Regions from separate parts of the Mus musculus genome. Here region 2 is linked to region 1. Evidence: chromatin contacts called from public Micro-C data. All regions are on one chromosome and are shown on one strand. The core of a region is the stretch at or near the end of the contact, and the rest is flanking DNA. Distances in the headings are between cores, read along the strand shown.

Evidence for each region. Hi-C and Micro-C count contacts between places; a contact is called where the count stands out from the background.
Region 2: a Micro-C map of embryonic stem cells shows a contact between it and region 1, with 4 times the contacts expected there. The contact joins the promoter of Ppp2r2c here to the promoter of A930033C23Rik in region 1. A contact is called at or near these places in 1 of 39 promoter capture datasets (embryonic stem cells), 4 of 484 Hi-C or Micro-C datasets (all in embryonic stem cells) and 1 of 115 datasets of contacts at active chromatin or transcription factors (embryonic stem cells).

Annotation. Positions count from the first base shown.
Region 1 is chr5:35,396,823-35,401,962 of GRCm38.p6, reverse strand. It overlaps A930033C23Rik (a long non-coding RNA gene), which reads left to right and starts at 2,408. Exons shown (of 3, transcript XR_003955880.1): 1 at 2,408-3,138; 2 at 3,275-4,076; 3 at 4,293-5,140. It also overlaps a transcript of Hmx1 not described here.
Region 2 is chr5:36,866,192-36,871,331 of GRCm38.p6, reverse strand. Ppp2r2c (protein phosphatase 2, regulatory subunit B, gamma) reads right to left here and starts at 2,822. Exons shown (of 9, transcript NM_172994.3): 1 at 2,442-2,822. The coding sequence starts at 2,511. Gm52812 (a long non-coding RNA gene) reads left to right here and starts at 3,479. Exons shown (of 2, transcript XR_003955898.1): 1 at 3,479-3,728; 2 at 4,902-5,140.

The DNA.
Region 1 (5,140 bases), core at 1,159-3,658:
ATCCCAGAGTTCCACTTTCTTCGGAGAATCCTGACCACCACTTAGCAGCAAACACAGGGCGAGCATATGGTAGTCAGAGTTGCAGCACCAAGCACGTTCATCCACATCTGTTAGCAGTAAGTGTGCATCCTGCGCCTTATGTCCTGAGAAAAAGCAAGGTCTGTAACCACTGCTCTCTGCCTGCTCGGACGCCTCCTCCTGTGGAGACACCAGGTGAAGGATCCCTCGGGCTCGCAGGCTGGGTGCGGTTGGTAGGACCACAAGTCGAGATCTTTGCTTGCCCCTTAAGGCTGAGAGCTAAGAGTGCAGTGTTTTAGTCACTGAGTCTAGGAAACAGGATGGCTGGCAGACAGGCCATCCCTGCTGCCCTAGTAGGGGCTTTGGAGAAGAGAGCTGGGAAAGCGGCTTCCCAGTGACAGCTTGCCTGGAGAGAACACTGGAATTTGAGGGTTTCTGGAGCGGGAAGCAGTTGGGACCTGAAACAGCGCTAATATGTGCCAATATGTCACTAGCCCGCCTGGACTGAGGGAACCCCTGACGTTCGATTGGAGCGCTTGGGGACAGATACACAAGGAACCTAGAAAAGCGCCCCATTCAGGGAAGGAATTAGTGGGAAAATAGCCAAGTTCACAGCCAGCCATGAAGTACAAGCATGGGGGTGGGGTGGGGTGGGGGACTATGTGGCTGAGTTCCAGGTAAAAATAATAGGCTGGTGATGGATTTCTTTAAAAACATAAAAACAAACAAACAAACAGACACCCTGGAATGACAAAAGAGCAGTTGAGAAGAGGCTGGGGATGAGCTCGGAGGTAGAACCTGCTTGCCTGGTATGCCGGGGCCCTGGGATTATTGCCCAGCACTGTAAAAAGAAAAAAGGCAGGATGGGAAAAGAGGGTCCAGGTACCTTCCCGGTTGTAGGAGGAGGCCAAGGTGCAAGCTAAGGACTTGCTGGGGTACGCAGAGGTACGGGATCTTTCTGCCCTTTGTGAAAGCAGACCACTTAACATTATGTGCATTAGATTTTACATATGATGGATGCATTGGTAGCTTTGATAAAACAGAATGGGTGGAGGAACAGGGAGCCGTGAGGACATACTGGGTTTTTATTTGTGTTTATTTTGCTGACAATTTGCCAGTCCCACCTGGAAAGCTCAAACCCCCAGCCTGGGGGGGGGTGTCTCTCAGTTTAAACCTTTACTGTATCTAAGTGAAAACGAACTTTTTTTTTCCTTTAAGGATTTGGTGAGAGGTTCCACACTATACAAGTGGATTCCATACTCTTGAGAACTTCAGGGCTTGTAAACTTCAGGTGGGGTCTATAAAGCTAGCATTTAGGAGGTGAGTGAGGTTAAGAGGGCCAGGAGCTGGAAGTCAGCCTGAGCTACAAGGCAGATCTTATCATAATAATAGTAATAATAATAATAATAATAATAATAATAAGCAGACTTGTCTGTCTGGAGTGAGTTTTCATCTTGGAGGCCGGAAGAGAGCTTTTCTTCCAGCATGCTTGATCACACCTTTAATTTTTCTGCTCCGACAATACATTTCCTATTTGCAAACAAACCAATGAACGGGTTAGTGAACGCTCAGGCTTGAAGCCTACTTGAAACCTTGAATTTCATCGCCAGCCCTGCAAAACTAAGAATATGTCAAAATCAAAACAAAACTCAGCCAGGATTGGTGGTGGCAAACCTTTAATCTCAACAGATTAAAGGCACATGGATCTCTCTCTCAGCTCGAGGCCAGACTGGTCTACACAGAGAGACAAAACAACAACAACAACAACATTTAAAGAAAAGATAAAGAAAAAGAAAAAAACTCAGCTATCCGTGGGTGCCTGAATTTGGAAAGCCCCTTCTGTGTGTGTGCGCGCTCGCGCGTGTGCGCGTGTGTTTAATTTTCTATACCGAACACCGCTTCTCTGCGCGCAGATGGGGACGTGCAGAACCGATTGGCTAGCGGCCGGGGAGGCCTGCCTGGGCCCTGCTTGCCCCGGCAGAAGGGCCGAAGCATGGGTCCGTGTCCCAGGGCAGGGGCCCAAGCGGTCGCTGTGCTTCGGAGCTGCCTGGCTCTTCTCCGGTCTGAGTCGGAAGGTTCGAGGGTCTGACTCCGGAAGCCTCTGAAGATCTAGTCTAAGGTGAGCGCCAGGTTCCCCGCGGACCACCGGTTACATCCCGCCGCCCTGCGCGCCTCGCCGGCTCCGGAGCGCGTCGCCTCCCCGCGGGCTGCGGGTCCCAGGGGCGAGGTCCTCGGCGCGGCGGAGGGTGGAGGGCCGAGGGGCGGCTCTTAAGGAAAAGAAGTTGAATCATCAGAGAAACCATTAGGCTAATGTGATGTGCTGTAAGGCGTGGGATCAATGCGGCCAGGCCGCTGGGGTGGGGGGGGGGGTGGGGGTTGCCGCCGAGCATGCGAGGCTCCTGCCCATTTGGGGGAAATGGATTTTAGAAATTTCAGAAAGAAAACTCAATCCAAATCTAGATGTAAAGGCGCTGTGGTTGTCAAGCTTCGAGAGCCATTTATGTCGTGTAGGAACAGTGACCTCGGTGGGGTGAAGCCAACATCAGGTGGGTACAGTGACCTCAAGGGGCGAAGCCAAGAGTGAGGTTCTAAAGAAACAGATGAAAGAGAGTTCTGACACTGGATGAGGGATGGCAGAGCTCCTGGGGAAGTGACAGTGGCTCCTCAGCTGGACATTTTGGAACCTTAGATTCCCTCAGACAGTGGCTTCTACTCCTCCATGTTTGGGCAGAGAGTTGGATACTAAGATACCCAAACCTATGCAGAGCCCACTCTGAGCGCAAGACCCTAGGCTTAGGGGCACAATGCTCTCCCAACTAGTCCTATGTTGCTACGAGGGACATCGAATCCCACAGTAAAGGCAAGGCTCAGGCCCTGGATCAGAGCCTGGGCACATGGCTCCACCAGGTAGGTCCCATGATATTAAGGTGGGTGAATAGAGGCCCCAGAAAAGAATGAGCTTCTTCAAGATTTGAACAGCGTCCCCATTCCATTCTCTCTGTCCCCCAAAAGCCCTTCTTCTTGCTGGCCCAAAGTATTGTTCCCTTCTAGAAAAAAGAGGAGGGGTGTGGGCTGCGACATATCTTGGGGCCACAATGGACTTGTACATACAATGACCAGGTAAGACTGGGCCTGGACACTGCTGGGGAGCGGGGATGCTCAGAGGCAAGCCTCCCGTTCTTCACAGCCGCCCTTAGGAGGTAAAGTGGATCCGGAAAATGATTAAGGTCTTTTCTCCACAACCAATTTCGGTCAGCCCTAAGGGCACGTGGCATCATTCTGCTTGCTTGCTTATCATTGTTTGCTGTCTGAACGGCCTGGAGGTCTGAGGAAGTCCTACTAGGCTCCGGGTGAGTTCTAGCTTCTGTCTCCAAGCTTTTAAAAAGGAAACGAATGAATTCCAGTGTAGGGCCCTCAGATCTACTCCCTGGTGTAGAGAACTCTCTGGAAGGAGTTGAGAGACAGTGGGCTCTCCCACTTCTGGCCCCCTCATTTGCCCAGTTGAAAAGAAATCCCAACATTGCTTCCGTCTCCCAGATCACGGGATGCGTGAGCCTTGGAGTCAGACTGGGACTGATTATTTTTCGAACACACAACTAGGATAGCACCCCTGTCTTTTGTGGGGGCACTGTGCAGCTGCGAGGCTCGGCGCTCGCAGTCTTAAGATGGGAGTATCGGGCCCCATCCCAGCCACGGGGATCCAGGAAAGACACAGAGCATAGTGAGCTTCCCCCTGCCCCCTGTGTGCTAGGGAAGGTCTGTGCCCAGGGACCAGGCTGAGCTCCTCCCATCAGGTGGGTCCATCTTCTGTTCTCGGCCAAGGCGAGCGTTGCCTGGACTCCACCAGCACCCGCGTTCATGTACCTCCGCCTCATTCCCGATGCCTTCCGGACCTCGGCGTCCCCACCTCCGTTACATGCCCTCGGCTCGGAAAGGAACCTTTACTATGTGACTGGGCACCTAGCCCGCGTAAGGACACGCAGGATGAGGTGGATAGGAGACGAGAGGTGAGGACGGAGGGGAGGGTCTGCAGACCGCAGCAGACTGCGAGACGCCAGGTGAGCGGCCTAGGCGGGATCGGAGGGGCGCCGCGGGCCGGGCGGGGCTGGGCCCGGCGCGGGGGCGGGGCGGGGCTGCGAGCCACAGGGTCCCTTGAGACTGCCCGGAGCGTCTAAGCCCAGTAAGGTCGGAGGAGGGCCGGCGTCTCATCCCGGGCTCCGCAGTACGCACCCCCCCCCCCCCATGTCTCTCACTCCTACCTGATGGCGAAACAGGGCCTCGTGGCACCAGCGGAAAGGTGCTGACGCGGGATATGCAGCCGCGTCCGCAGCCCGGTGGGTCGAAGCGCGCGGAGTCCGGGACCCATAGTGGGAGGCAGGACCAAGAAACCAGAGCGCCCGTCGCAGGGAAGGAGTCACTTCCCGCATGGCAGGACGCGTGAGAAGAAGGATCACGGCCACTGGGGAGAGTCGAGCGGGAGAATAACGTCGCTGTGTCCCGGGCGAACCAAGAGAACCAGCAGGCGGAGGGCGGGGAAGGGAGACATTCCAGGGCGAGCGCAGAACCATGGCTAGCAGGCGTCTGGATCCGCAGAGGTGGTGCCCCTGCAATCCCGGATCACGCAGAGCCCACGGGTGCTTGGTCTGTTTAGCGGTCTCCAGCCCAGGGCTTCCCGGAGGTCCGGATGCAGCCCTTCTCCATCCACCCTTCGCGAGTGTCGCCTGTGGGCCCCGAGCCTCCTTCCCGCATTCTGCGCCGCAGATCCCCGGTGCTCCAGAAACAGAAGACCTAGATCCCAGACCAGAAAGGCGGCCGCAGGGCACTACCCCACACTGTGTTGCAAGGTCGCGACCTTTAAGCCCTTTTGCCCCCTCCAAGGCGCCCGGACCCCGGGTGAGGAGTCCGGTGCGGTCACCGTGACCAGAGTGAGAGGGATGAAACCCCGGAAAGCGGCGTGGGGAGAAAAGGGGGTTGTTTGAGACCAAAATAGTTGTAAAGCTAAGTATGTGAGCTTTAACGGTCAAGTTCTAGCTAAGCCGCGAGGATGCACAGCTTTTTAAAAGCCGAGTTTTAAGTGAACCCAGGTGAGACTCAGATTGGGTGAAAATAAAATTGGAACGTA
Region 2 (5,140 bases), core at 1,573-4,072, 1.5 Mb before region 1:
GAGCGTACGAGTAAGCAAGGAGCCCACCTCCAGGGGGGATGGGAAGACATACACCTCCGTCTCTTGCAAAAAACAAGTATCTAGGACTCAACGGCGATGGTGACATTTACCAAATGCCTCCAGGAAACCCCACCCTGTCTGTGAGCATTTTACACTCTCAGGGGCCATGGTCATCTCAACAATCCTGAGCTAGAGGCCACTGTGAGTTACAGAGAAGCCAAATGGAGCCCAGTGACTCATCTAGGGAGGCTGAGCAAGTCCAAAGCCGTAAGCAGAACCTGAACACAATTCTGTAGACCAGGTGACAAATCTGTGACCTTGAAGTCAGGATGAAAATCTGTCAGGATGCTATAGTATGAAGGGAGGGGAGGAAGGAGCAGGGGCGGGGCGGGGGGCTTCATTTAGGGAGATCAAAATTCCTACCTCCTTCCAGTTAGATTCTTTGGGAGTTTCACTCTATAACGTTACTCTTCTACATCCCTGAATGGTAGGGGTATCTGAGTCATGGGTCCTACACACACTGCTCACTGCCCAGGGCTCATGGTGAGACTTTTCCACCAGGCCCTATGTGAAACGCTAGGGCACAGTAGGTGCTCAACACATTTCAATCACCTCTACAGATCGAAGGTGGCCCTTCCTTGATTTCTCAGAGTTTGTTTACTCCCATTGTACAAATAGGAAAACTGAGGCATATGAAAACAGGCTTTCCCACAGGTCACAGGGCTCGTTGCTATAACACAGGATGAATAGGGCAAGGGACCTCCATCCAACTCGAGCGTTGGAATCCGAAAGTTCAGCGGATGGCAGTAGCGGCCACGGAACCATGAAGGTACGTCCTCCAGCGAACCTTGCTGAGGTGGGTTTATTAAAGAAGAGGAAGTAGGATACCGGATGGGAGCAATACTTTGCGCTGTCCCCGTGTGGTGGGCACCATGCGTTTTGTGATTGGTACACAAAAGCTCTGAGGCCCGCTGGATCGTTCCCAGTGTGCAGATGAGGAAACTGAGGCTTTCCCCAGGAAAGCCAGAGCAACACTAGCCCTGCACACGACTCCCTGCCAAGAAGCCCATCTGCGGACCAGCCACGCAGGCTGCTTTCTCGGTTAGGCAGGCTGTGAGCAGATAATCATCTTCACGAAGCGCGACCCTCCTCCGCATCACCTAGCGGGCGACAAAGGGCTGAGTTCTGCGCCAGGAGCCTCCCAAAGCCCCGTTAGGGCAGCGCCGCCACCCAGTCCGGGCCTGGCAGCCCTGCCCCCTCTCCCCGCACACCCCGCGGCAACGCGTGACTCAGCGGTTCTCCTCGGCGCGCGGAGCCCAGCTCTCAGCATCAGCATCCGCACGCCCGGGTCGCACACCTAGCCTCTGCCTCCGGGGTCCGCGCGCCCGCCGGGAGTCGCCGCGCCCGCCTCATTTCCGGCGGAGCTCGGCACTGGGGAGGCCATGCCCACGCAGGATCCTTGGAGCAGGCACCCACGCGCGCCAGCCCCCGGGACTCAGCGCCAGGGCCCCTCCCACCGGGTCAGCCACCTGCTTAAACCATGGACACCCTCCCAACTAGGCCCACAGCCCCGGGAAAGAGGCGCCTACGCTGCCCGGGAAGCTCACCAGCACCCGTGTGCAGGCGGGCTACTGTGGCTAGGTCTGGTACTCCCTCACTGCAGCCTATTCACTTCTGCGGCCCCTGGCTGAGCTCTGGAGCTGTCCCCACCGTTCCTGTGGCCAGTCAGGGCCTGGGGACTCCGGAAGTTACCGTCACATTAGCAAAGGACACTGATCCTCTGAATCCCACCAGCCTTTGGTGGGGGCTGACGCACAGGGCCAACTTAGGGGGTTTTAAACGCAGAACCTGTTTGAGGTAGGATGCCCCACTTTTCCGGAAAACCATGAAGGTCTGGCCCAGCTCCTGTCTGAGTAGCACTACCTAGGAATAAAACAGTAGCTCCTACGAGCCTCCTTCCCCCTCCCACGCAGGGGAACTGCCTCAGGAGGCCAGGGAGGTGCCAGGGCAGCTGAACCCTAGAGGATCTGGCAATGGAATTTTTCCCTCCTGGGTCCCTCTCCAGGGAGTGGGCAATCTAGAAATTTCTGCGAGCTTTGGCCCCGCTGAAAGGGCAAATGAAGGATTTTTAAGCCTTTCCAGGTCCTGGAGATTTCCACGCCAGATCTGCTGCAGCCTTGGGCTTTGTAAATGATAGTCAGGGCCCGATCCAATGCCACCCGGCGGGGGAAGGACAGATGCGGTCCCGAGGGCAGCACGGAGGAGGGCGCTGGGCAGCGGCCGAAGCCCCCGGGTTCCCTCCCTCCCGGCCCGGGGTCGGGGTGGGGGTGGGGGGGGACACGACACACAGCGCGCGGTCCAAACCTTCGGAGGGCATTCGGTGCGACGGCATCCCCACGCCGCGGCCGGCCGGAGGGGGTCTCAGACAACACGTACGTTACCTTCTGTCACATAGCTGTGGTCCCGCAGGAAGCTGTGGTTAATTTTCCGCGTGTCCGTGTCCTCGCCCATTGAAGGCCGCGCCCGGTGCCCTGGGCATGCCCCGCCGCCGCACACCGATGCAATCCACAGAGGTCGCGCCGGGCGCGCGGGCCATGCCGCCGCAGCCTAGCAGGGTCTCGGGCCGCCGGGGCCCGGGAGGGCGGGCATCGCGGTCGGGTGGTCGGGGATGGGCGGGCGGGCGCCGCGCTCAGGCGAGCGTAAGGCGGGCAGGCGGCGGCCGCAGCGTGGGGCGGGCCGGGGCTCGGGCGCGCATCCCGGCCGCTCCGTTCGCGCTGCGTCCGGGCGCCTGGCGGTGGCGGCGGCGAGGGGACGCGCGCGGCGCTGAGCCGGGCTGCGCCGTGGCGGGGCCGTGTCGCAGGCCCCTCCCTCCGCTGCACGCCTCTCCGCCCCCGGCCGTGCAGCCACCGCGCAGGTGGAGCTGATGAGCCGAGCCCCGCCACAGCGGTCACCTCCGGAACCAGGGACACCTATCTAGAGTTGAGGCCACCTTGGTGGCCAGGTGTTGCAATAAGGGACAAGGCGGTTGGAGGAGAGACTTAGGGGTGTCGGGAGCGCGAGGATATCGCGGCCCTTTATTAAGGAAAAGACGGGGTTTTTCTGACAATTGCGGGGGCAGAGGGAGGGCGCCCCACCCAGAACGCCTTTGGGGACAGAAGGTCAGCACCCCATAAGGCAGAGCTGGATAATTCGTCTGGGGGTGAGTTACCCTCTGTCCTGTCCACGTTTCTATTCAGGCACCTGTATGGGAGCACAGAGGCTGTTTGGCTGTGTTTGCTCCTTAGAGCCTCTCTGCCAAGGAAGGGCTTCCTCCCTGCCTCTCATCTTCCTCCCTTCTAGTTCTCCTTTCTTCCTCTCCCTTTTCCTCTTCCTTCCCTCCCTCACCTTTCAGTACTTCCTTGCTCCCCCTCCCTTTTCTTCCTTTTCAGTACATATCTCCTTGCTTCCTTCTTCTGTTCCTCCCCCTTTTCCTCCCTTCCTCCCATACTCATCCAGGTACTTCCAGCATCCCACATGAGCCAGGCAGAGGGAGGCGGGGCAGCTGCAGCGGGAGCGGGGTGTGCTCACCTCTTTAACCAAGCAGCCACCCCCTTCTACTGACTCCTACCTTGAGGAGTTTGGAGCATGGGCCTTGGGAGTGTTGATCCTCCACCTTCCTGGGTTCTCAGAACGTTCTGCAGCGACAGGAGTGCAGCTTCAGCCTCCTTTGGGAGAGGCTAGGCAATGAGGTAAGCAGGGAGAGTAGCCCAGAATTCAAGGCGTTAGGCACAGCTTGGGGAGAGGGGGTACCGAGGCTGCTCCCACTTCAGAGCTAGCCTTGGGGGCCCCAGGCACCTCCCCAGTACAGTCCAGAGGATGTTGGAAGGGAGAGGGTGGGTTAAAGGGACTCTGGTTTCCTGCTGGAGAATGAGGGCTTCCAGAGCTAGGGCTGATTCCACAGAAAGGCCTACTGAGGACTGCAAGGAGTAGCAAGTAACCCCAGAGTCCTGCAGGGAGTCTGGGGAGGGAGCAGAGGAAGGCTAAACCCCCTGAGATCTGGAGCTTGCCCCAGCCTGGACTTCTCTATCACGGAGCAGGCCACCATTACCTACTTCCCTACCTGGGTTTAGATTCAGGGACAAAACACCCAAACAAGCTCACTCCCCAAGGGAAGGTGAATGGCAACTACATGGTCTCCCCCTGCCCTGGCACGTTCTCCCTTCCTAACACCTGCTCTGCTTACCCACCTCACATCCTTACCCAGCATGCCCCTCTGCAGCCTCTCCTCCTCTTACTATCTGATGAGCAGCACCCTCCCTGTGTCCCATCCCTGGTCTTGAAGGGATACCCACATCCATGCTCTTGTCTGTCTGGCTACCTTTACTTGCCTGAATGCCCTGGACCACACAGAAGACAGCCTGCCGTGACCGAATGCCGCAGTCGTGGCTCTGAGCTGTGCTGAGGATCCCAGATCCCATGGATTGCAAGCTGTCATCAGCCCTTCTGCACCTGCAATATCCTATTTTCCTCAGGGCTCACCAGCACTGGCTCAGTGCTGGGAGAATTTTTGCCCTGGGGGGATTAGGCAACATTCCCATCCTACCCCACAAGGACCCAATGACAAAAAGCTGGAGTCCACCAACGTTCACCCGAGAACCATTGCATGTATTAGGCTTGCTCGTCGAGCAACGAGTGAGGGGTATGGATGACCTTAAAGCAACCACACTGGAAGGTCTGCACCCAGCAGAGATGGTGGAGACCCATTCCTTAGTCCTACCTTACCTATATACTCTAGCCTTTCCCTGAGAAGCCCCCTTCCCTTTAAGCCATACAAAACTGGAGTAGAATTGAATATAGCCAATTGGGAGTGGCAGTTGGATACACGGGGGAGGGTCCTAGAACTCTCCCACCCTTCATTCCAGGAGGAAAGTCATCAGTCAAGCAGCCCTGGAGGGATGATGCTTTGAGAGCGAGCAGGCCAAGCTGGCCTCCTGATGGTGGGCGAGCTTAGCTTGAAGGATGGTCCACTACAACACTCCCTGACTCTCAGTCTGACCGAACACCTGTAGCCCTCAGCACGGAACCCATTGCCTCTCTTTTACTCCTGTGCATGTCCATCGCTGCCCCTGGAAGAAGCATGAGCCCCGCATACTCTCTCCAC